Linked DNA regions of Capsicum annuum: region 1 is linked to region 2. The links are chromatin contacts, called in public Hi-C maps. All regions are on one chromosome and are shown on one strand. Each heading gives the region's core, a stretch centred on a gene start, on an enhancer-like site or on the middle of the called end of the contact. The rest is flanking DNA. Distances are from core to core; before and after follow the strand shown. Region 1 holds the start of LOC107849685 (5'-3' exoribonuclease 4). Region 2 has its middle 44 kb from the start of LOC107850489.

What was found. Hi-C and Micro-C count contacts between places; a contact is called where the count stands out from the background.
Region 1: a contact with region 2 is called in a Hi-C map of leaf, with 2.8 times the contacts expected there. The contact joins the promoter of LOC107849685 here to the enhancer-like site in region 2. A contact is called at or near these places in 2 of 5 Hi-C or Micro-C datasets (leaf and placenta).

What each region holds. Positions count from the first base shown.
Region 1 is chr12:80,316,635-80,323,311 of UCD10Xv1.1, reverse strand. It overlaps LOC107849685 (5'-3' exoribonuclease 4), which reads right to left and starts at 5,059. Exons shown (of 23, transcript XM_047401855.1): 1 at 4,742-5,059; 2 at 4,106-4,354. The coding sequence starts at 4,312.
Region 2 is chr12:80,033,831-80,040,638 of UCD10Xv1.1, reverse strand. No RefSeq gene overlaps it. Among protein-coding and RNA genes, the nearest start is that of LOC107850489, 44 kb to the right of the region's middle. Within about 2 kb of position 3,903, at least 4 of the 5 cell types and tissues checked have an H3K27ac peak or open chromatin away from gene starts, as enhancers often do. A contact at or near this core is called in leaf, where this site is marked.

The sequences.
Region 1 (6,677 bases), core at 3,810-6,309, 280 kb before region 2:
CTCGATATACCCAGCACCTCTCCAGTGGTCTCCCTAATGCAACTGCCAGTCGTCTCCCACAAACAATCCACATCCCCTCTACCCTCCCAAAACCCCCTACTCTTTAACTTCTCCCCCAACTCCAAAGCACTAGCCAAAGTCAAGCTACCCTACTTAATCTTAGATCGAGCCTCAACACTTCTTTTCTTTCTGCCTTGATTGATTACAAGGTCCATTACAAAGATTCTCGCTAGGTATGACTTTACAGTCCTTATATAGCGCTCTATCACCCTTCCTAAAGAGCAAAAAGTTCCTAAAGAGCAAAAAGTCAATCTGAGTCTTGGCCACCGAACTACGAAAAGTAATAAGGTGCTCCTCCTTCTTCGGAAAGCTCGAATTCGCTATCCACAACCCAAAAGCCCTAGAAAAATCCAACAGAGAAGCTTCTCCTTCATTCCTCTCCTCAAAACTGAAACCGCCATGCACATCATCATAGCCTCTCGACAAAAACCCAATATGCCCATTGAAATCTCCACCCACAAAAAACTTCTCAGAGCTCGGAACGCCCCTCACCACCTCATCCACAACCTCCCAAAAGCCCTTCTTCTCCTCTTCATCCAAACCTACTTGCGGAGCATAGGCACTAATAACGTTCACCGAAGACCCTCCAATGACCAACTTAATAGACATCAACCTATCAATGACTCTCTTAACCTCCACCACCTGCTCCCTAAGTTCGACACCCACTAAGATACCTACCCCATTCCTATGCCTCACACTACCCGAGTACCACAACTTATATCCATCCACATCTCTCACCTTAGTGCCTACCCATTTAGTTTCCTCGACACACGCTATACTAACCCTCCTTTTTCTAAGAATCTTTACCAGCTCTATAGACTTAGGACCCAATTCTCAACCTAGAAACACCCTTGTCCCACCTAGCCCTACTCCCCCTCGTCCCCAACCCCGAACAGTGCCGCGACAATTAATACCAAAAAATTAAAATATTTAATTGCATATATAAATAATCAAAATCTCAATAGCAATAATATATAAGCAAATATTTCAAGAAAAAATTAAAAATCGATAGTAGATACTATTTTTTACTCTTTGTAAAAAGAAAACAAAGGAAGAAGAAGAAGAAGAAAAACAAAAGAGAAAATCAAAGGAAGAATTAGAAGAGAATAAAAATCAAGAAGAAATCAATAGACTATGAGGACTGACCAGTTGAGAAAATAAGAAGAAAATAGAAAATGAAAAAAGAACAGCGAAACGACTTACCAGTCGCTGCATGCCAAAGTTGTCGGAATCAGTCGTACTTGCAGTCACCTCTCAATGGTAGCAGTCAAAGCAAAATGTAAATAAAAGCCCTAAAATTATCTTTTATCCTTAAAACCCTAATTTTAAAAAGAATAAAAAGGCGTCGCCTTTCGCAGGTCACATCGCCATGGAGGCATATGGCGACACTGCCTCGCCATTGATATGAGACTGTTTCTACCTCTCAAAATGTGTTTGTGGAAGGTCGACAGATTTTAGATGCAGCTTTGGTGGCAAATGAACTTGTGGACTTTCGAAGAAAGAAGAACCAGGCATCCGCTATAGGATGGAACTCGAGAAAGCTTTTGATCACGTTAATCGAGAGTTCCAGGATTTTATTATAGTGAAGATGGGGTTTGGGGAAAGATGGAGAAAATGGATCAAGGTGTGTGTTTCCACCGTCAAATTCTTTGCTCTTGTTAATGGTAATCCTTGTGGCGTCTTCGAGAGCTCGAGGGGTCGCAGACAAAGGGACCCTCTATCCCCAATGCTTTTCATCCTTGTCATGAAAGCTCTGAGCTCTAAGTAAGATAAAGGATAAGGCAGTGGGTGGTTGATATTTGAGGGGTTTGACGCCTTCGACCAAAAAAGTAGCATAAGGGTCACGCATTTACTCTTTACGGCTAGTTTTTGTGATGCAGATTTTGGGTTAGCTGACATATTTAAAGAAGGTTTTGGGGTAGTCCAGCTTGTCTCAGGGCTCAAGATCAATCTCAAAAAGTGTGAGATTTACCCCGTGGGCGAGATGGATAACTTTGAAGAGCTAGCACAAGTGTTCAACTGCCCTATGGGCTCTCTTCCTACTACTTAGGTTTGCCTTTGGGAACGATGCATAAGGACCTTGTAGTGTGGAATATTGAAAGGGTTGAAAAAAGACTAACACAGGTTGGCAAAAGCGGTACTTGTGGAAGGGTGGAAAGGAAGTACTCATAAAAAGAACCTTATCGAGTATTCCTATCTTGTCTTTGTTGCAAGCACCAACAAAAGTCAAAGAAAAATTAGAAGGACACCAAAGAAACTTCTTATGGGATACGAGGGGTAGTACTAGAAAGATTCATTTGGTGAATTGGGAGGCCATCAAAACTCCAAAGAAGAGTGAGGGGTTTCTAGGGGTGAAAGATCTTAAGGTGTTTAACAAGGAATTAATCGGAAAGTGATTATGGATAATTGGGATACAGAAAAACATTTTTTAGAGGGAAGTGGTAGTAGAGAAATATGGCACAATGGAAGGAGGGTGGAGGACTAAAGTATTGTTCCATTTGGTTGTAGTATGTGGTGAAGCATAATGAAAAGAGTAAAAGGCTTCAGTGATCACATATCTTTTAGGCCTAGGTACATATCTTTTAGGCCTAGGTACAGGAGAAGAAGGATTAGTTTGTGGAACCATAAGCGGTGTGGACAGAATATACTGAAAATATCCTTCCTAATATGTACAGTATTTCAAATCAAAAGGAGTCCTTGGTCTACCAAATTCATAGCGAGAATGAAGGGGGAGTACTTTGGGACCTCGCATGCAGGAGAAAAATACAAGACTGTGAAATGGAAGAGTTTCAAAGGTTGCTAGAGCTAATTCAGGCTCAATTTAGGTTCAACCCTTATGGACGTGGAGGTGTACATTGAGGAGCTCTGGTTTGTTCACTATCAAAAATCTCTGCCAGAGCTTGCTTATGATAGAGGAGACATATTTTCCACATTTACCGATCTAGATTATCGAGATGCCTAGAAATGTGTGCTTTTTAACATGGTTAGCAGCGATGGGAGTGATTATGACAGCAAAGAATTTGAGAAAGAGAAATATCACTTATGTTAGTTGGTGTTACATGTGCAAATGAACGGGTGAAGAAGTTGATCATCTCTTGGTACATTGTGAAGTGGCATAGAGGTTGTGGAGAGGGTATTGAATTATTTTGGTGTACAATAAGTGATGCCAAGTACAGTTAAAGATGTGTTGCACAATTGGGCGGGAATACAACATAGAAGACAAAAGGCATAGAAGTTTGCTCCAATAGCCCCATGTAGACCTATGAAGTAAAAGAAATGGGATAACTTTTGAGGGAATCAAATATGATTTTGCACATCTAAGGAATAGCCTACTTTCTCTAATTGCTTTTGGTGCACCCTGAATATTTCTATTTGTATAGAAGATTGGGTGGTCTTTGTAGAGAATCATGTTTTGATATAGCTTCTCTACTTTTGGTACAACTCTTGTATGCGGGAATTTTCTTCCCATTATTAATAATACTATCCAACTCAGAGGAGGTCAATCTCCCCCAATGCAAGCTTCACAGCCACTCATCATTCTCCATTAGAAACTATGACTAGGTTGAAAAAATTACCTATCCAAATGCATATCATGATGCACGCATGTTCCCCTAGAAACTGTCTAGCGTACAATCACAAAAGAATAACATCCTTTTAACAAAGAAAGCACTCCCTCCATTTCAATTAGTCAAAATTTAGCACGGATTTGAAAAATGTAAAAACTTTTGAATCTTGTGGCCTTAAACAAAAGATAGGTAAAATGTACAAAAATGTCCTTTAATCTTGTGAATTTAAATATGCCGTGTGAAAAGATAGAATTAAAGAGTTCCCAAAAAAGGTAAGAGGCATTCTTTTTAAAACTGACTAAAAAGAAAAGTAAGACAAGCAAATTGAAACGAGGGGATTATATAAGTGCTAACAAACTATTTGCTAAATAATTGTATAAAAAAAATCTCGCATGCATTGTGCATGAGCTTAAATGAATTAGGTAAATCAAATACCAAATAAATTCATAGGAGACTTTCAAAAAGAAACACCCGTTCACCTTTCCCTCAGGATGAAAACAAGGATGAATGATACCATTCATGTCCAAGTACAAGTTATCAAATTCCAGGCCATTAGGGTTTGGCTTTGAAACATCCACCATAACATTCAACCCATCAATGTCCTCTTTAGGCTCTTCCTCTACCACGTCCACAATTGAGAGCGGGTATCGATCGGCCAACCACCTATAAAATGCTGGTACTCCCATTTTTTTCCGATTAGCTGAACTCCAGTCAATTAAAACTTGCACCTGATTATCAATATTTAACAGCAACACCAATATTTGATAAAGAAGTCAGTATTTTCTGGTTAACTTTGAATTATTCATAACTACGAATAGCTATGCTAAGCCACCTTTTTATCATAATAACAGGTTACAGAAATCAAAATCTTTTCTTGATTGAACAGATGCATAGAATTAGTAAAAACGGCAAGACTTTTTGCTAATGCTTTGCTAAAAATACATACGTACAAGCAATATAGAGCTAACTCTTTTTCTGGAAATAACAAAAACACAAAAGATAGCAAAATTTATAACACCCAACTTGCAGGAAGACAAAAATGAATAAGCATGGAAACAAAAAATGAAAAGAAATAGAGAAACCCAAATGAATTTAAGCAACAAAATAAAACGTACCTGAAAGGGTTTTAGAATCTTCTGAATTATTGAAATGACAATTCACCTCAACAACGGATCAATTTCAAGAAAATTAGGGTCATGAAACTGAGATTTGAGAAGAGACGGATCGGGGCAAGTTTTAAAGAGAAGTGAGATCAATTTCTAAAAACTCCATACCAGCTATTACTCATTTGGATTTCTATTTTGCTTCTCTCCTCTGCTCCGTACGTAACTCTTCTTTTCTTTTCCTTGTACTCTCTTTTTGTTCACATCTTTCTTTCTAATTAAATATTTGTAAAATTTGACTTTTTTGTTTGCTTGGTAATAGAAAATATTATTTTAAAATTATTTGTAATATTTTTAATCATTTATATTCTTATTTTTGCATCTACATCTATCCACATCTACGGTATATTAAGAGCCCGTTTGGAATTTTTGCTGTTGGAAGACTGCTTATTTGAAAATTACTTTTTAAAATTAGTTTTTTAGAAAAGTGCTTTTTAAAAAAAGTAATTTATGTTTAATAAATTCATTTTAAAAATATTTTTCATAAACAGATTGTGTTTGGATAATCTTTTTCAAGAATTATTTTTTAAAACAAAAGATCAAAAAGGACATGTATTAATAGACTTTTATTATTAAAATTAATTTATATAGAAATTTATTTAAATATCTATTATAATATTTATAATTAAAATTTTATTTTTATTTAATTAAAAAGTACATACTCTATAATTTTCAATCAATATTTATATACATAAATTCATTAAAAATATTAAATAATTATATATTGCTTAAATAATTTAACTATTAATTAATAACATCAAACAAAAAAGAATAAGCAATCGTCATATTCATAAATGTACAATACATAGTAACAAATATGTCATTTTTCATGAATTAGTTATTTAAAATTAAATATTCAAAAAAAAAATTACAAATACTATCAAAATATCATTTAATCTTGTAACATAATTTATTTGTCATTTGTTATCATTAACAATAATTAAAAAAAGTTATATATTTCTTCGCTCATCATCATCAATGATATTTTCAAATTAATTTTAACCAAAGTGAAAGTGAAAATGAAATAATAATAATAATAATATATAAATCATAAAATAAAATAAAGAATTATGAAAGTTTTGAAATCAAATTTTAATCAAATTTATAAGATATGTTAATTAATTAATAACGGATATATATGTGTTTGAGAGAGAGTGTGCGAGTGATAGGGATATTTTTGTCATAATAAAATAATTTTCGCTTCTACTTCTGTTTTTTTTTTAAAAGCAGAAAATTTTTGCTTCTTCTCAGAAGCAAAAAAACTATTTCTGTTTCTTTTTAAAAGCACTTTTTAAAGTTTACCAAACACCATTTTAAAAAAAATATATTTTTTTTCTCAAAATAAGTGTTTATTATGGAAATAAGCAACACAAAACAAGCACTAAGTTTGAACAACTTACAAAAGTGATTTAAAATTTTTGCCCTTCACTAAAACAATCCATAATAGACTATACAACTTTGCTTATTTAAGTTCACATTTCGTCTCAAAATTCTACTAGCAGTAGTATTACTTGTGTTTGTGCCTTATTTTGTTTAGGTATTTCCCATGGTTTTACTATCTTTTTTGTGGAGAAAAAATGTTGTGTGTATTTGACTTTAGGACGCTTTGATTTTTTTAATTCAATTCTTGCTATCAAGTAGGTTTAGGGTTTGTCACAACCCAAAAATCGATGTCATTATGGCATTTATTGTGGCTCAATCTTGATAAGTAAGTCAATCACTTGAAGAAGAAAGAGGTATGAGATAATAAAAGAAAATAAAATGAACGAGACTCCTAGAACAAAGATAAGTCACGTATTCATTATAACAAGGAAAACTGAAAGAATGTCATAAACTTCCTAAAACTAGTGCCACAAATGTAAGAGTATCTAAGTACAATATACGAAAA
Region 2 (6,808 bases), core at 2,654-5,153:
TTGGATTTAGCCTTATTCAAAGTATAATAATTTATATTAATAAAATATATGAAATTATTTGGATTATGAGAAAACTAAATGAAAAATATTAATTATATTATATTAGAAAAACATATAAAATATATAATAGATATAATGTGAGACTCTGTATTCATTAATGTATGTGAAAATACAATATATATCCTCTATTTCCTTCTTTCTGAATTTTAATTTACTTCTAAACTTTTATTTCATTATCTACAATTTTTTCATTTTTTGAATTTATATATTATATTTTACTTTAATAATAAGTTCGTATTGCAATAAAATATAAACAGAGATACCGATTTAAAATAAATATAGATAAGTTGAAGACTCCAATATAATCTGATCTAGTAGAAATAGTAATGATCTAAAATTCAAATTAGAAACTTTCATTTCTATCAATACAATTTTATCTCATATTTCAAAATTTTATTTTTTATCCAAATTCAAACAATTTATTAACTTGTCCTAAGAATTAAAAAGAATTGAATAATACATGATTTTTTTTTTTTGAATATGAATTCTAAAGGAAAAAATAAAATAAATTCAGTTATATAAAAATATTTACCGTGTAATTTGATCAATTATATTAAAAATATACCTTGTCAACTAATATCATTAAGGCTCCTACTTCTATCTCTATTTAATGTCTTCCCTTTATTTTTTTTTCTCTTCTGCGAATCAAAAATAACAACAAAATCATCATTAAAACATAAGGATCTCTCATAAAAACTTTTTCTAAGTTAAATAATAGAAATGACACTACTTTGAAAATTGATTTACCTATAAATCTTTATTTATCGAAGTTGTCGTTTCGATTATTACATGCCTCATTTTTCCTTTACCTATTTGGAAGTTGTTCCATTTTATATTGAGAAGTGAAGAGAATGGATGTGCGTCGTTGTTCTTCTTCATTAGCCTTAACAAAGAAACATGAATATAAAAATGTCATGTCCTTCTTGTAAATAAAAGAAATATTAAATTGAAAAAGATGAAAAAACGAAGTATATGAAGAAGAATGTAAATTTCATCAATAAAGCTAATGATGAAAGAGTATATATAAGAGAATCTAAGAAGTTAGAATTGTATTCCAATCAAATTTTATTTAAATTCATATTCAATTTGGTAGAAGAAGATTTAGTTTGTTATTCTTTCTTATCATTATATTTTTCAAATATAATGTATATTTATCTACTAATCTATATATTTAAATTTAGTTAAATATGTAAGTCAATGAGATATTATATTTTTTTGGGCAAATTAAGTAATCTTCTACTACTACTATTACTTTTATGATTATATTATTATTATTAAATCCAACAAACGTAGGAGATTTCTTTTTAAAATTTTATCCTTTTTCTTTTATTATTATTACTATTAAGTTTTTCTAAAAAAATAAGATTGCTACTACGCATTTGCTACTTCTGCGTATTACTACTAATACTATTATAATTATCATTATTTTATTATTAGTATTATTATTTATTTTCATAATATTATATTTTAATATTTTATAACATTTAAATTTTATAAGAGAAAAGTTTGAAATAGTATATATCTATTAGAACTCTTTAATTATTAGTTTCAATTTTTAAGATAATGAAAATCTTTTTTGTAAAAGGATAATTTATTCAAATTCAAATACTTAATTTTTTTCAATTCAAAATTTTTATAACAATATTTTTAACTTTGTCTTAAAATATTTTTTAATATTGTCTTAAAAACTGCCACGTGGCTATCTTAATAGCTTGACATGTGGTATTTTGTCTTACTTATGTTTTGCTTTTGTATATATATATAGATTATTTTTATAATCTTAATTTAAATTTTAAAATATTAATTACATACATATTTACAATATAATATTACATGAAGTTACATGTAAATCAAGTCACAAATTTACAAAGAAATCCTAATAATCTATGAAATTAAATTACTTTTGACACTAAATTCAAACCAAATAGAGATGTTGATTAAAAAACTAAACAATTATTGAGTAATAATATAACTATCCAAATAGAAAAATTAACCTAATTGTATTTCAATAGATCACAATAAAACACAAAAAATTATCAATATTTAATCCATTGAAAGTGAAAATGAACTCCTCAAAAGAAACTCTCATGGCACTTATGGCGTGTTCAATACTACCATATCATCTTAATCAAACAAATCTGATTCCTTAAAAAATTTAGTATTTTGTATTTTAATTATTTATATATTTTATAAACATCATTAAGATTTAAATATATATGGTTGTAACACCCCAACTTAGGAAGGAGTCCCACATCGGCAAAACACAGGAGGAATACTGGGTAAATAAGTAAGAAAGTCTTACTTCCTAGTGACGCGTTTTAAAGCCGTACGGGCTTGGGCCCAAAGCGGACAATATCACTAGTGGGTTGGGGAGTGAGAGGGGTCTCTCGGGCCTTTGTGGTTCGGGATTCCCATCGCGGCTAGAGCATCGGCTCGGGTCGTGACAATGGTGGTATAAATAAACTTTGATTTTGGACTACTTTTGTTATTCGTAGTACTTTATTCTATTTTTTACTCATTTTGTTTGGCCCGCGAGCCAGCCCAACTCATATTGCTCAAGCCCACGGATCAATGGACTTATTCGGGCCGACCTAAAAAGTCCTATTCTTAAATATGATATAAAAATTGTAGCCCAATCCTATTAAATTACGGGGTGGGTTGGACCAACCCAACGAACCTGACCCATATCGACGGCTCTACTTGGATTATGAAAACTGAAAACTGATGGAAAAAAAAGGAAATTAGGAATTAAGAAAATTGAATTTGAAGCAGTTTTTTAAAAAAAATTAATATAACACATTGGTTAAGAAAATATAGGTAAAAATTCAAAAAAAAAAAAAAAAGAAAGAAAAATATGAATGGAGGTCATTGAGAAGTGTCATGTCACTGGATCTACATTCTCCTTTATTATTATACACTGATTGATTGATTTTCAAGAGGCGTTTATTAAATAATCCCTCATCCAAATTTAATTATCACATTTTGACTTGATACATCTATTAATAAAGTAATGATTAGTATAACGATTTTATCATATTATTCCTATTGATTGATATTTAATAATATGTATTGAGAAATGATTTGGATAATAAGTAATTAATGCTAAAGGTAAAACTTGGAAAAACTAATTTGTCTTTTCTTGATTTGACAAAAAAGACAAATAAAAATAAGAATCAAATTAGAAAAATAGTGACAAGTAAATTCAAATGGAGGGAGAAGGTATAGTTTAGTAAACTACATTTTGTATTTGTTACTCCCTTTGTTCATAAATACTTGTCTACTTTGACTTGGCACTATCTTAAGTAATTTATATATAATAATAAAGGACATCGGAGTTTGTTGATATGGCACCTCTCAATGATCTCATTGTCCTTTTTTTCTCAATTTTTGAATTTTTAATGTCAAATATTTTGATTAATTCTTTATTCTTTATCTCTAATTAGTGAATTAATTTGTATTAAGCCACGACTTTTAATTGCCCTCCGTCTCTTCCTATTCTTTTTCACATCTAAGATGTTGACTTTTGTTCTTCCTTCTTTCACTATCCATATCCATGGCTATTATTAACTAACTGATTTTGTCATCCTGAAGGGGAAATGATCAATGTGAAACACTAGGGCAAGAAAATTACTGAACAATTGTTCTGCAACGGTGGTGAATCGATGATCAAGAAAGTTGTGGAAAACAATTCTGATGAAAGGAAAATCAACTGGGGTGTTGGTGTCAGCAATCAGGAATCCTTTCGCCTTGAAAAGTCGTCACAAAAACGTGAAGTGCCAAAAAATAGAGTTTTCAAAATCAATCAGAAGGGCAGTGCTAATTCTGCATTTGAGAGACAATTGCCCATTATCAGAAAAAGATCACGAGAATTAGCCAATGAAGATCAACAACGCTTCAAGAAGGCGGCAAAAGGGAACACTATCGTTAGGGTTTAAGTCCCTCCTGTTGCAATAATCAACAGAGAATTGGATATTGATTTCAAGAATAAGATTGGTGAAATAAGGGGTTCACTTGAATCAGTTAAATTGGTGATCGAAAAAAGACTATTCATGAGTGATGTTCACTTGAATTGGTTAAATTTGCTATTGTTGTGCTTTGGGTAATTTAGTGCTTTGAATAATTTAGCTTCTGGTTTCACCCTCTTCGATTTGAACAAATTAGTTTTCTTATTCGCAGTTTGTTCAATTTTATGCTAATGGGTTGAGCATTTGTGTTATTTTTGATTTAGGTATATTGAAGAAAGATGTTGGAAGAACTCATCACCGGTAGTTAGTGTATGTAATTAATTTTTATCTTCTTCTTTCTACTACTGCTTTGAAGATTCCTTATATTTCTACCTTTTGAATTTGGGAAAAAATTTCCTGCTGCCTCTAGGAGGGAAAAAGTCGAGTTGGATAACCCAAATTGAAAGATTTTAGACTTGGAAAGAATTAGAACTGCCTTAAAGTTATTCTTGTATTACTTTGTTCCTCACATGTCATTTGGGGCTCCAATCTAACCCAAGGTTCAATCATTATACAATGGATTAATAATATAAAATTTTTTTTTGTAGTAGAAGGTAATTGCAAAGTCTTGATCCAGTCATTATACAATGGATTAATAATATAAAATTTTTATTTGTAGTAGAAGGTAATTGCGAAGTCTTGATAGCTTCTCTAGCATTCGAATATTTCCTTGAAGCAAGCTAAATAGGCAATGATATGCAATGCAAGGATATTTAAATTTTTTTAGAAAAAACCCCAATCCAGATGTTTAAAATCAAACAAGTATCAACAGTCTGTCTTCTCTGCTTCTGCTGGGGAATCGTTCGGCGGGTTTTATCAACAGAAGAAAAGAAGAGATTTCTAGTTTTCTATTGTGATTGATTTTCTTCACTTGACATTTTTTAAGATAAGAAACCACATAGGAGAGCTATTGAGCCATCCATGAGAAAACTCTAGCGTAAAGTAAGCCAGAAAACGGTATGATACTTCACGTTTGGAGTTTATTTTGTTAGATTCTGGCTTATCATAATAAATTTCATTTTTCGTATATTTCAGCAGTTTGACCTTGCCTACGATGAATAACAGCTGATAGATATAGTAGTTTGTAAATCTCCATTCCAGATAGCTTCAGGCAGCGGTTAAAAACATGTGATAGTCTCAGTTAAACAGAAATCTCTAAGCCCATCCAACTGTGATTTGGGCTCAATAATATGGTATAAGGTTTTTCTGACATCATTGTTATTGTATGACACTTTGAAATTGCTGCTACTAGAGATTAGTAACCACTGCAAGTGTATATCAGGTATAATGCTTTGAGATAGTTTTGGACACCTTTAAATAATTTTATATCTTAGTACTAGCCTTTATTTTATTTGGAGTAGTAAGACATTTCACCTCATGCGAGAATAGTTTGGAGATGATGGGGGGTTTGTCGTTGAACCCTACCTTGTATATTGAATATTAAAAGTTACATAAATAGAGGGGGGTGAAAGTCATAAACCTGTGTAACATAGAAGGTGAACAAGCTCACCTATAACAAACCAATAGGATTCTGGAGTGCCCCTATTTTTCACTAAGAAGGAGGATAAAACAAAGGTACTTAAGCTTAACACTAGCTATATATAGTATATACATTGGTGATATACAAAATATGGGAGATTTAAAGGGCAAAGTACCTTTCTACTAACACTGGTCCTATATAGCATTTGCAATGGTGCTATACAAATGAGAGATTTAAAGAGCAAAGTGTCTTTCTACTATGTGCACAACAAATAATATTTTCTATGTATAGTGATGAGAGAACTGAATTTAGCCATTAAAAAAGTTGGATTTGTGTCACGATCCAAAAATGAGGGTTATGATAGCACTTGTCGTGGTGTATCTTGACAAGTAAGCCTATCACCCAAACTAATACGAAAAGAGGAAAAGATAGAAATATCCCAAAATAAGGCTTTTAGAACGAAGTCGAACCATATAAGTAATCATAACAATGCAAAAAGAATTTATCCAAAATATCAATCATGCCCAAAATTAGGTGTCAATAGTGTAAGAATTACTAATACAATCCAAGAGTTAAATACATCTGAAAATAACCACAAAGGAATAATAATATTCTCCGAATACTAATAAAAACATAACTACTATAGAAAATAGAGGTGAACTTTGGATGCATGAATGTCCAATCGCTACCTTGGAAACTCCAACAATCGCCCGAGCCAAGCAAGCTGAGGCGCACTCGAGTTAGGACCTGCACCAAAAGCGCGCAGTAGGCATAAGTACGGTCCACTTGTACTCAGGAGGTATCATAGGTCGACCAAGCAAATTAGTAAATAAAGTATACAAAATAAAATATACACTATGGGCACATCACCCGTAGTAAAAAAAATATCCCACAGTGATAGCCTACACCACCTGCACTAATAATTTTAATATATCACATATATTGCAACATCACACCAAGATAGAACACAAATATGCATTATATCACATATAAGTAGAACATGGGAAAATATGCATATACAAGATCATCAAATACAAGTAAAAGAAGATAAGACAATTACATAGATGGAAATTCAATATGACAATACAACACATTATAAACATAATAACCTAAGTGCAATATAGATGATGATGATGATGCAGGAGATAGTCGCACAACCTCCGGGATCGTCTAACAATTCCTGTATACACATACGGAGGCAAGCCTCTCAACGCAGGACCATGGGGGTTCGTCAACCCGTATACAATCCACATATCTCATATCT